Linked DNA regions of Mus musculus: region 1 is linked to region 2. The links are chromatin contacts, called in public HiChIP or PLAC-seq maps. All regions are on one chromosome and are shown on one strand. Each heading gives the region's core, a stretch centred on a gene start, on an enhancer-like site or on the middle of the called end of the contact. The rest is flanking DNA. Distances are from core to core; before and after follow the strand shown.

Evidence for each region. HiChIP or PLAC-seq counts read pairs in DNA pulled down with a chosen protein or histone mark.
Region 1: a contact with region 2 is called in an H3K27ac HiChIP or PLAC-seq map of large pre-B cells, with 4 times the contacts expected there. The contact joins two enhancer-like sites. A contact is called at or near these places in 1 of 15 datasets of contacts at CTCF or cohesin (the NIH/3T3 cell line), 1 of 484 Hi-C or Micro-C datasets (neural stem cells) and 3 of 115 datasets of contacts at active chromatin or transcription factors (the NIH/3T3 cell line, large pre-B cells and vascular smooth muscle cells).

Annotation. Positions count from the first base shown.
Region 1 is chr1:164,646,611-164,652,474 of GRCm38.p6, reverse strand. No RefSeq gene overlaps it. Among named protein-coding and RNA genes, the nearest start is that of Gm26685, 150 kb to the right of the region's middle. Within about 2 kb of position 3,409, at least 5 of the 459 cell types and tissues checked have an H3K27ac peak or open chromatin away from gene starts, as enhancers often do.
Region 2 is chr1:165,127,893-165,133,970 of GRCm38.p6, reverse strand. No RefSeq gene overlaps it. Among named protein-coding and RNA genes, the nearest start is that of Tbx19, 30 kb to the left of the region's middle. Within about 2 kb of position 1,555, at least 62 of the 459 cell types and tissues checked have an H3K27ac peak or open chromatin away from gene starts, as enhancers often do.

The sequences.
Region 1 (5,864 bases), core at 2,160-4,659, 480 kb after region 2:
TAAATCCCTAGAGAAATCTGTGAACACACAAATAGAAGGAAGTGGTTATACAATTCAAGCCCTGAAAGTGCAAATAGAATCAATAAGGGAACTCAAAGTGAGAGAAAGCAAGAAAACAAAAATTGAGGAACTCAAACAGGAACCTCAGAGGCAAGCTTCACCAACAGAACACAAGAGATGGAAGCAGAGGCAAGCTTCACCAACAGAACACAAGAGATGGAAGCAGAGGCAAGCTTCACCAACAGAACACAAGAGATGGAAGAGAGAACCTCAGACATTGAAGACAAGATACAAGATATGAATACCTCAGTCACAGTAAATATTAAATCTTTAAAAAAAATTCTGGCATTATGAAAAGACTTGAACTAAGAATAATAGGAATAGAGAAAGAAGAAGAAATCTAGGTTACCTAGGTCAAAGGCACAGAAACTATTTTCGACAAATTCATGGGAAAAAAACAAAAGAAGGAGATGTCTATCAAAGTATAAGAAGTATACAAAACAACAAATAGACTGGACTAGAAAAGAAAGTCCCCCTGACAAATAATAATCAAAATATTAAACATTCAAAAAAAGAAATAACATTAAAAAGCTGCAAGGGGAAAAGAACAAATAATATATAAAGCCAGACCTATTAAAACAATACCTGACTTTCCAGTGGGGACTCTAAAAGCTAGAAGGGCATGGATAGATACTCTACAAATTCTTAAAACACCAAGATGCCAGCCCAAATTGCTCTACCCAGCAAAACTTTCAATCACAGTAAGTGGAGAAAATAAGATATTTCATGATAAAACCAAATTTAAGCAATATCTATCTATAAATCCAGCCCTACAGAAGAGCTAGAAGGAAAACCAATGTAAAGAAGTTAACCCCACCCAAGAAGTCACCTGGAATAAATAATCTCAGAACAACAAATCAAAAGACAGGAAAAACACACACACATACAGACCACTATCACAACAATAACAAAATAATAGGAATCAACAAACATTTCTCATTGATATCTCTCAAAGTCAGTGGTTTCAATTCCCCAATAAAAGGACTAACAGAATGAATGCAAAAACAGGACCCATCCTTCTGCTGCATGCAAGAAACACACCTTAATGTCAATGCTAGACAGGGAAAAAAGAATGTAAAAAGATATTTCAAGCAAATAGACCTAAGAAGCAAACTGGCATGGTCATTTTAATATCTGTAAATAATAGACTTTAAACCAAAGCTAACTGACATTATAAACCAATTGGATCTAACAGATATTTACAGAACATTTCCCCAAGTATAAAAGAATTTGCCTTCTTCTCAGCACCTCATGGAATTTTCTCCAAAAGTAAACACATACCTGAACACAAAGCAAATTTCAACAGATACAAGAAAATTGAAAGAACACCTTATATCCTATCTGACCACCACCAATAAAAGCTGGATATAAACAACAACAGAAACAAGAGAACTCTTACAAACTTGTGGAAACAAAATAACTCACTACTGAATAAAAAGTGGGCCAGGACAGAAATTAAGAGAGAAATTAAAACTTTCTACAATTGAAGGAAACTGTATCCACAACATACCTAAACTTATGGTACCCAATGAAGGTGGTTCCAAGAGATAAGTTCATAGTACTGAGTACCTATATTTTTTAAAAAATGAAGAGATTTTATAATAGTAATAGAACATCTTGAAGTTCTATAACAACACTAAAAAAATCCAGATAGGTAGATGGCAAGAAATAATCAAACTCAGAGCTGAAATCAAGAAAACAACAACAACAAAGACAATAAAAAGAATCAATGAAACAAAAAGTTGGTTCTTTTTAAAAAAATCAATAAGATTGACAAAACTTTATCCAAATTAACTAAAAATAGAAAGAAAATATTCAAATTAACAAAATTGGAAATGAAAATAGAGATATAACACCAAAGAAATCCAGAGAATCATAATAATAATTACTTTAAACACCTGTACTCCACCAAATTGGAAAATCTATAAGAAGTGAATAATTTTCTCAATAAACACCACTTAGAAAAGTTAACCCAAGATCAGAGAAGAAATTTAAATAGACCTATAACCCCTAGTGAAATAGAAGCAGTCATTAAAAGTCTAACAACAACAACAACAAAAAGTTCAGCAGTAGATGATTTTAGTGTAGAAGTCTATTCAAAGAAGAGTCAGTGTCAGTATTTTTAAATTATTCCACAAAATAGAAACAAAAGTAACATTGCCCAATTTGTTTTATGAGGTGACAGTTACTCCAATACTCAAATTACATAAAGACCTACCAAAGAAGTGGAATTACAGACCAATTTTCTGTCTGTACATAGATGCAAAAATTCCCAATAAAATAATTGCAAACCAAATCAATGAACACATCAAAAAGATCATCCATGGTGATCAAGTAAACTTCATTCCAGATATATAGGGATGGCTCAACATACAGGGACCAATCAATGTAATCCACCACAAAACCTTTCATCTACAGTGGTGTCCTGCTGCAAAATATGCTAGGACAATCGGGAAATAGTGGCACAAAGTTTGTGGTCACCAAATAATATTTGATTTGGCTTAACACCCATTCATTCCATGAGATAGAACCCACACCCACACCCACACCCACATCAAAGCAGTGGCCAAGAACTTGAGTCTAGATAACCCAGGATAAAATCAAATCAGAAAAAAAAAAGTGCAGCAATAAAACAACTCCAGTAATATCCTACTATATTCATAGACCAGGGCCTTGCTCCAGCATCATCAAAGAAGCTCTGTCTTCCTACTTCAACTTCCTAAATTGATTGTTATAATTGTGTATTGAAGTTAGAGGAAAGGACTTGAATCAGATTAAAGATGCAGAGAGGACTGTAGAGATGGCTCAGCTATTAAAAGCACTTGCTCTTCTTGTAGAGGCCCTGGATTCAGTTTTCATCACCCACAGATGGTTCATAAGCATCTGGCATCCAATTCCAGGGAATCCAGTGCGCTCTTCTGGTTTCTGCAGCCACCAAGGCATGAAAGTGATGACATAAATTCATTCAGGCAAAACACTCATACACATGAAATAAAAGTCAATAAACATTTCAAAGAAGAAGAGGGAGAGGAGGAAGAGGAAGAAGAGAAGAGAAGAAGAGGAAGAGGAGGGGGAGGGGGAGGAAGAGCAACAGATAATCATCCAGGGTTGTGTGGATGTGACTATCAAATGACTGCTATCTACATTACTCTTTCCTAAGCCTTAGTTCCTCATATCACCAGCAATGGCTGTTGCTTTATGCTGTCCTTTTCTAATAAGTCAAAATTACTCATCCTTGCTGCTGTCATATCCTGTTACCTATTCCCAGGACACTTGCATGTCTTCTTTATGCGTGTCTTTCTTGGTGGGTCTTGTCATTATAACAACCGAACTTCCCTATGGTTGCTGCCCATGCACAGGGGAATATGCAAGATGGTATGTTGCAAGCACTACGTTAACCAGACAGTGAAGGAGCTTCTACTGGGCCCCAGCAGTTGTGAGGCTTCTGAAATCTGAATCCCTGAAGATCCTGCACCCCTGCTGCTCAGGGCAGAGAGTATCATCTCCTAGACACAATGTGCTACTCTGCTCTGAAAGCATAAACAAGGAAGCAGCAGGCGACTCCTAGTTTTTCTTGGCTACAAACCTCAGTGGAAGATAAGTAGAAAACACGTCTAGGATGCATTACTCTATAATGGAAAAAACATAAAAATATGCAGCAAAATACTGGGGTATTTATGGATTGGAAGACGATCTTGTCTTTAGAAAGACAGTAAAAGCCCAAGGAGATTGTATACACTTAGCTTTAGCCAAGCATAAGAGATGCTATTGGTTTGTAGCTTAAGTGTCTCCTTAGGTTTTCTGTTGTCTTGACTACCTCTTGCCCTTGTCTGAAGGATAAATAATATTCTTAAAACCTTCCAGCAAAAATGACGTATTCTTCTTGCTTGTACTTTTATTGACTCCTTGCAAGCCACTCTGTTAGGGCTTAGGATTCTAGGAATCTGACTAGTCAGGGACTGTAGAGTGTTTATGCAGATAAGAGACAGACGGTGGAAAGGGGCTACTAGATTAAAAGAAACAAAATGATATCATCCAAGTACTTGAAAAAAAAATAGCACAGGAAAGCAGAGTTGGGAGAAATAAGGAAGACCTGGGGGGAGGGGCAGAAAGAGAACTATTATGCTGCATGTATTCTGTGCCATCCAAATTGACATGGTTTTATTTCATCCTTTTAATTCTAAGAGACAGGCTTATTATCCCTGATTCGCAGAAGAGGAAATAGAAATGCAGAAAGGTTAAGTAAATTTCTAAATGTCACATGGCAGGTGTGTGTTGTTAACAAGATTCAACACCAGCTCTGTCTGAAATCACAATAGCTCCAAAGAAAAATGGAAAGGGGAGCCAGGCGTGGTGGGGCATGCCTTTAATTCCAGAACTTAGGAGGGAGAGCCAGATGGATCTCTGTGAGCTCAAGGCCAGCCTAGTCTACCTTTATAGAGTCCAGGACAGCCGAGGGTATTACACAGAGAAACCCTGTCTTGGAAAAAACAAATATGGAACAGAAAAATGGACTGTCTTAGGGTTTCTATTCCTGCACAAACAACTGATGCCTTGTCAATTGGACACACAAACATGTCACTATAAAGCCTCAACCCTTACTTTCTTATTCATCCCCAAGATCTAAATAACTTTAAAAGTCCCATAGTCTTTACAAATTCTTACATATGAAAATTTTCACTCCCTTTAAAATATTCAGTCTCTTCTAAAATTCTAAGTGTTTTTACAATTAAAGTCTCTTAACTGTGGGCTCCAGTAAAATAATTTCTTCCTTCAAGAAGGAAAAATATCAGGGCACAACCACAATCACAATCAAAATCAAACTCTAGCCATCCCATGTCTAGGATCCACTCATGATCTTCTGGGCTCTCCCAAGGGATTGGGTCATTTCTCCAGCTCTTCCCTTTGTAGCACACATCTTGTCTTCTAGGCTCCAGTTGCCTGTACTCCACTGATGCTGTTGTTCTTGGTGGTCATTCATGGTATTGGCATCTCCAAAACACTGCTGTCTTCCACTGTAACTAGACTTCACCAATAGCCTCTCATAGGCTTTCTTCATGGTGCCAAGCCTCAATTCCTTTGCATGACCCCTTCAGTCCTGGGCCATGAATTGCAACTAAGACTGCATCTTCGCCAATCACCTTCCATGGCCTCTCACAGTGCTAAGCCTCAGCTGCTCTTCACGCTTTCAAAGCTAGTACCACCTGGGTGACTCCTACACATTACCAAGTCCAGCCACAGCATGAAGTACAATCTTGGCTATCTCTGGAACCTCTTTGTGCTCTCAGAAAGCGCTTCCCAGAAGATTTCACCTCAATGATGCTTGTCTCTTCTTAATCATCAGTAATTTCTTAGTTCCAGCTAACGAGCATCAATAGTCCCAGTAATCCAAAGGTTCCTCTTTAGTAGTTCTGGCATCTTGTTAATCACAGCTGATTCTTCAACCACAGCTAACTAAAACCACAGAATCTTCACAATAAAAACAGCAACAATCGTGATAAGAGTTTTTAATCTTCCCTCTGAAATTTCATAAGCCAGTCCTCCATCACTTGCACTGTTCTCAATGTTATGCTTTCAAGCTCCTACAGAACATCCCACAGCATTCTTAATAGCCAATAGCTCTTCTAGCCCAAAGTTCCAAAGTCCTTCCATAGTCCTCCCTAAAACATAGTCAGGTTATCACAGGAATACCCCACTATGCTGTTACCAATTTGTCTTAGTCAGGGTTTCTATTCCTGCACAAATATCATGACTGAAGAAGCAAGTTGGGGAGGAAAGGGTTTATTTAGTTTATACTTCCACAT
Region 2 (6,078 bases), core at 306-2,805:
TTTACTCAGTGTATAACCTTAGAGGTTCATTGATGCTGGACACACCAACATGCATGTTCATTGATATAGGACACACCAGCATCCCCTGATGCAGGACACACCAGCATCCCAGTTCATTGATGCAGGGCACTGCAGCATGCCTGTTCCTTTCTGTGCAGACGATATTCGGTCCTATAAACTTGCACTGTGTTCATACTATCGTTTACTTGGTTAGTGAGCATCTGGTCTGATGCCGCTTTTTGAATATTGGTGTGTAAGTTCTTTTGTGGCCTAGAAGCTGCCAGCTCACTCTCCATTGTACAGATGAGGAGGGAGATTCAGAAAGCTGGGCTTCCTGAAGCCATACAGCTACTAGGAAGCTAGACTCAGGTCTCTGATGACAGTTACACATCCCTGCACACAACTCGGTGTCATTGCTGTATTGGGAGGGGACCCAAGCAGGGGCGGTCACATGACTCTGGAGGTACTTCCCTTAGCTTCTCACCATGTCAACTCGGGTCTCTAGGGATACTCTAATAAAGCAAAGGGCCGGCTCCTGGGAATACACTTGTTAGAGGAAGCAGAGAGATGGCCGTCTGAGCAGAGCCTCAGGGGTTGCAGATATAAGGGACCTGGTGGCAGATGGCTGGTTCCAGGAAGGACTTACATGGCAGGAAAAAACTGTCTCCTAGAATCCCTTTGGGGCAGGTTCTGGTAAAAAACTGAATTTCCTGGAACCGTAGACTATGGGATTTGAATTCTTTATAATTTAGATTATTAATGGAAATGTGATCTCAGAGCCTGCTTAGTGAAGCTTGCAAATATTAATTATAAGTAGAAAAGAGGTGATTGATCTTGGGATAGATTATAAAAATGTACTCTTGTCACTTAGCAAAAACTGTATTGCCGGCAAAACATTCAGAGCGCTTTAAGAACTTTAAAGGGTTTAAGTGGGAGAAAAGCTTTGCATTTGTCCTGATGAGACTTTGGATGGGGAGGCCAGTGCCACGTGAGGTCACTGTTTGGTGAGCCAGCCTCCAGGGTGGTGGTGAACAAGATAATACTTGTCTTTCTAGAGGTGGTGGAGCACACCTTTAGTCCCAGCACACAGGAGGCAGAGGCAGGAGGATTTCTGTGAGTTCGAGGCCAGCCTGGTTTACAGAGCGAGTTCTAGGAGTCAGGGCTACACAGAGAAACCCTGTCTGGAAAACCAAAAGAAAACAAACCAGAAAAGTAGAGGAGAGGAAAAGGAGTAGAAAGCTACCAGAAGCCATGTTCTTACTGCTGCAGTTCCAGAAGCCGTCTGTAGGTGGGGCTATTGCTCAACACACTTGTTTTTGGAAGGAGACAGACTCAGCCACTGCAGCTGTTGTATTGCAGTCAACCCTGTATGTTTATCTCAGTTTTATTGGAAGCACCCCCAAACCCTTGTTTGCACCCTGAGCCCTAGGAACATTTACCTGTGTCCTTAAGAATGTCTTTTTGTCAAGCTGTAAAACCCCAGGCTTACAGCATGACCCACAAAGGATGAGATGTCGCATAACGGATCAAAATTTAGATTTGCTGAGTCATGCAAGTTACAGCACTGGAGCTTATCCAGTAAGGCCTGGCCTTCCAAAAGGGTGCTGGGCTTTATGCTGAACGTTGACACACACGGGCGCGCATACACACACACACACACACACACACACACACACACACACTATACACGAGTGCACCCATGCACATGCGTGCGTGATTAAGAGGCCCCTCAGCTGTGACATAAACCCACTGCGGATATAGCATTTACCTGGTACGCTCTGCAACACCCTTATGGGATTTTGAAGGCAGGAGAACTAATGAGAATATGGGCTATGAGCTGCCTAGGCTGACAAGGAAGTCCTTTGCTTCTGGCCCAGAAAGTAGGCAAGCTTGTGTGTGTGTGTGTGTGTGTGTGTGTGTGTGTGTGTGTTTCTGTGTGTTTGTGTATGTCCAACATCAATGAAGCTATGAAAGGAGAACTCATTATTTTGGAAGGATGACAAAAATCTTTGGTCATTTCCAGTTCTCTCCTCCTCTCTTCCTCCTCTTTAATTTTTTAAAAAATCAATTCAATGGTGCATATATGTGAAGTTGTCATGTGTGGGTTGTAGATGTAGGGAGATGCCCATGGATGCCAGAAGAGGGCATCATATTCTCTGGAGCTGGAGTTACAGGTGGTTGTGAGATACTGGATACAGATGCTGGCAGCCAAACTCTGGTCCTCTATGTGAGGACCTTCTAAGTACTAAGCCATGTCTCCAGCTCCTTCAACGGATACTTTAAAATAGCATACATGTTTATAGACCTCAATATAACTATCATTTTGTAAAAAAATAAAAAATAAAAAATGAGTGTCAATTTTCAAAATAAGAATGGCTTAAGTCAGCCTAGGTCCAAATACATTGAGCATAAAACATTGTTCCTTGCTAAGGACTCTAGCTGCCCTCACCTAATAAGCTAATATTTAATCATAGTAAAAAAAAAATCTCAGCAGCCCAACTTGTCCCATGTCCTGTGCAGTGTTTTAACACTCTTAAACAGATTTAAACTAAACAGGTCATAAAGAGCCAAAATACACCCACATACATATAAGTGGCAGATGACGTGAAAGGTTGTCCCCTCCTGAGCTCACCACATTCATGTGACTGATCACCGTGGATGGCACCTGACCTTGCAAGGTTGCTCTTACTACTTGGAGTCTCCTTTGCTAATTGTTAGGAGTGGGACAGGGTGTTTGTTCCTCACAATTTTAATTATTTTAGAATTCTTCTTTAGGAAGCTTTCCGTTCTGTGGATAAACCTTAGCATATTTATCTTTACCCATCTGGAAAGAGTTGAGCTCCACTTGTTTTCTGTTACAAATGGCTGCTGGAAGCGAATATCCTTGCGCTGTCTGCTGCGAATGCCTGTGAGTGTCCACAGGCTGGAGACTTCAGGGTAGAAGCCGGCCTTCAGTGTGTGCCCCTTAACCCCTATACCTGTTGTTACAATGTTTCCTAAATTGATTGCACCTGGTCACAACCCCAGTAGTAACTAATTTTGGGTCCATGACGTAACATGGCTCTTAATTTTTTCCAATTTTGAATTATGTAAGGTTTTATTCAGTTGTTTTAATTTTCACATTACCTGAGAGTGAGTATTTTGTTTTAGTTTTATTATGATCAGAGCTCTCTCTTTTCTGAAAAGTTTCTCATTTTTCTAGGCCCCCAAATTTTTTCTTCATACACTCTGGATGACACTCCTTTGTTGGCTTTAGGGCCTCTTGCTTGGAGAGAGCTTTCCTGGAGGGATGGCAGCAGTATGATTGCATGAGGTCTTAGCTTTTCATGCTGTCACCAAAGACCCAGTAGAAAGGAGAAAAGATTGATTTGGGCTCCTGGTTTTAGAGGAGCTGTCCATGGTTGTTTGGTCCCGTGTGCGAGCCAGCAACCACATGGGTGTCAAGAGGAACCCTGCCTTATAAACTTTGCTGTCCTAAACCTGTCCCAAGACGTGGACAAGGACTAAACAGTGAGCTGGATGTCAAACAGGAAAAGGCTTCTTGCTTCTTATCCCCAGCTTTGGAAGTAGCTCACCCAGATCCAATGGGGAAGGAGGAACATGGGTGCTACCCTTGGATGGACAGTAGGTAAGGTAAGTTGTGGTTAATACAAAATCACACACTATGGGAACTATTGTGGCCACTTTGATAAAACACCACCACCACCACCACCACCAAATTAATCTTTCGTACCAGTCCAGGATTGATTTTACTGTTAACTTCTCAGTTTTGGTTTTCTTGTTCCTTACTTTTGAACCAACTCTCCCCCAAATCTCAATCAAGCTCATAGATGAAACTAAGTCATCCCAGGCTATAAGCAATCAAGGGAGACTTCAGACGTGGGTAGAAAATCTTCCAAGTACTTCTTCCTGTACCAGCTGATGCTTTGCCCTTCCCCAACTTCATGGCTTTAATCGATGCTACGGTATTTTGAAGGTCCTGATTAGTTTTTATAATAGTCTCAGTGTGACCTTTTGAAACACTCTCCTTCACTGGATGAAGCCCTACGACAGGTGGGCAGCCCCTTCACCTTTGTACTTCCCCAAACTAACCGGAACTTCCATGGGATGGCAGACTCTCATCAGGGTTTCTATGCTGAGCTGTCTTCTCGAGTGACGTCATGTTTCTGTCCTTTAATGAGAATCCGTTCTGCTGACCTCAGCACTATATGCTGAGATTACTTTCAAAGTCATTTGTTGTTTAAAGACTCCTTGTGATTCCTGGAGATAGGGGGCTGTAAGTGTCTGATGAATTAATAATGTTATGAGTTTAGCATATATATGACTTCTTATGTTTGCAAAGCAGGAGACATAAATGTTTCAGCATAATGGACTTTAAATGTACCAGACTGGAAAATTATCTCCCCAGTTCTGTGTCCCTATGGCTCAATGCTTTTACTTTTATTTCCATCCAAATGCAAATGAAGATCCACCTCACAGCCCCCCCCCCCCCCCCGACTTTATCCTCTGTAGACACCGGGAGCCTTGTAAAGGGGTCTGGGATTCCAATAATTTTAAATGTGTGCCCGGCTTATGGGTTTGGAGTCACTCCCCTAAATCCAGACTGTGCATCGTCTGTTATGATTTTAGCCAAATGTGGGACAATGTGTCTTTTGTGGTGTGATGAGTGTGTCTAAAAAGTGAAGAGTGGAAAATAAATGAAGTTCGGAGAAATCAGTAACATGCGAAATGCATTTCAGATGAAAATTTAATGATCATTAAATATATACTTACCATTACTTATGGAAGAGACGCCACCTCTCAACTGCTCCCAGCACACTTTTATGTCTCTCTGTGGCCTCTTATAAAATATTTCCCGTCTGTCTGTTGTGGTTGACTCTGAAGGCTGATGCTAATGAGAAGAGGGAAACAATGTTACAACTGACAGCCACAAACAACCCTCCGACCTCAGCTAAGTCTTCAGACTTGTTTCCTTGTTGTGGGTTGGGTCATTATTGGCTTATTGGAATTCTACCTCCTTCTTTCATATTGAAGAGTGTTAATAGCAGTAAACATCACAGCTGATATTCATACGCGGATGCCCATTTGTGCACACTGAAAGACTGTCTCACAATACCTTCCTTGTTGAGACACTCATCACCATGTTCATGGACTAAAGCTGTCTTTTCCCATCTGCCTTTAGACCATGTCACTGCCATTAGCAACTGCCACCACCACCACCCATCTCCATAGTGATTTTACCATTTTTGTCTTCTGTTTAGACCTACTTTTAGTTTATGTTTATGGGTGTTTTAGCTGCATGAATGTTTGTGTACCATGTAGAGGCAAAGCCCACGAAAGCCAGAAGAGGGCAATAGCTCCCCTGTAACTGGAGTTGCAGGTAGGCGTGCCAGCCCGTGAGTGCGAGGAATCTAAGGCAGGTCCTCCAGAAGAGCAGTCAGTGCTCTTCCCCGCGGAACCATCCTCTCCAACCTGAGTTCTTTTTATTTTGTAAAACTGACACTTACTAAGCAATACCTCTCTGTGAACCCTGGGAAACCACCATTCCACTCTCGATCCTCACGATACTGACTATTCTAGCTGCCTCATATTAGTGGGATCACGCAGGTTTTGTCTTTTGGTTCTTGGAGTGCTTTCCTTAGTATATACAATTCTCATTTTTTTTTTTTTTTTTTTTTTTTTGGTGGTATGTGCCTGAGTTTCCTTCTGTTATAAAGCCAAACAAGCACACAGTTGTCTATGCATTCATGCGTCTGCAGGTGTTTGGGACGCTTCTGCCTTTCAGCTATTAGAATAATGCTACTGTGAACACAAGCATTCAGGTCTCTTGGAGACCTTCAGCTCTTCTGGGTGTCTATTCAGAAGTGGAACGGTTGGATCAGGTGACAGTTTTATTTTATTGCTTGTGAACCCGTTTTCTGCAGGGCCGTGCCTATTTCACACTCACAGTGGCACACAGGGCTCATTTGTTTCCAGTCCTTGCCAGCACTCACTATTTTCTGTTTTTTTAATTTATAGCTACTGTATTGGGTGTGAACTGGTATCTGACTGTAGCTTTGATGTTGGGCATTTATACAT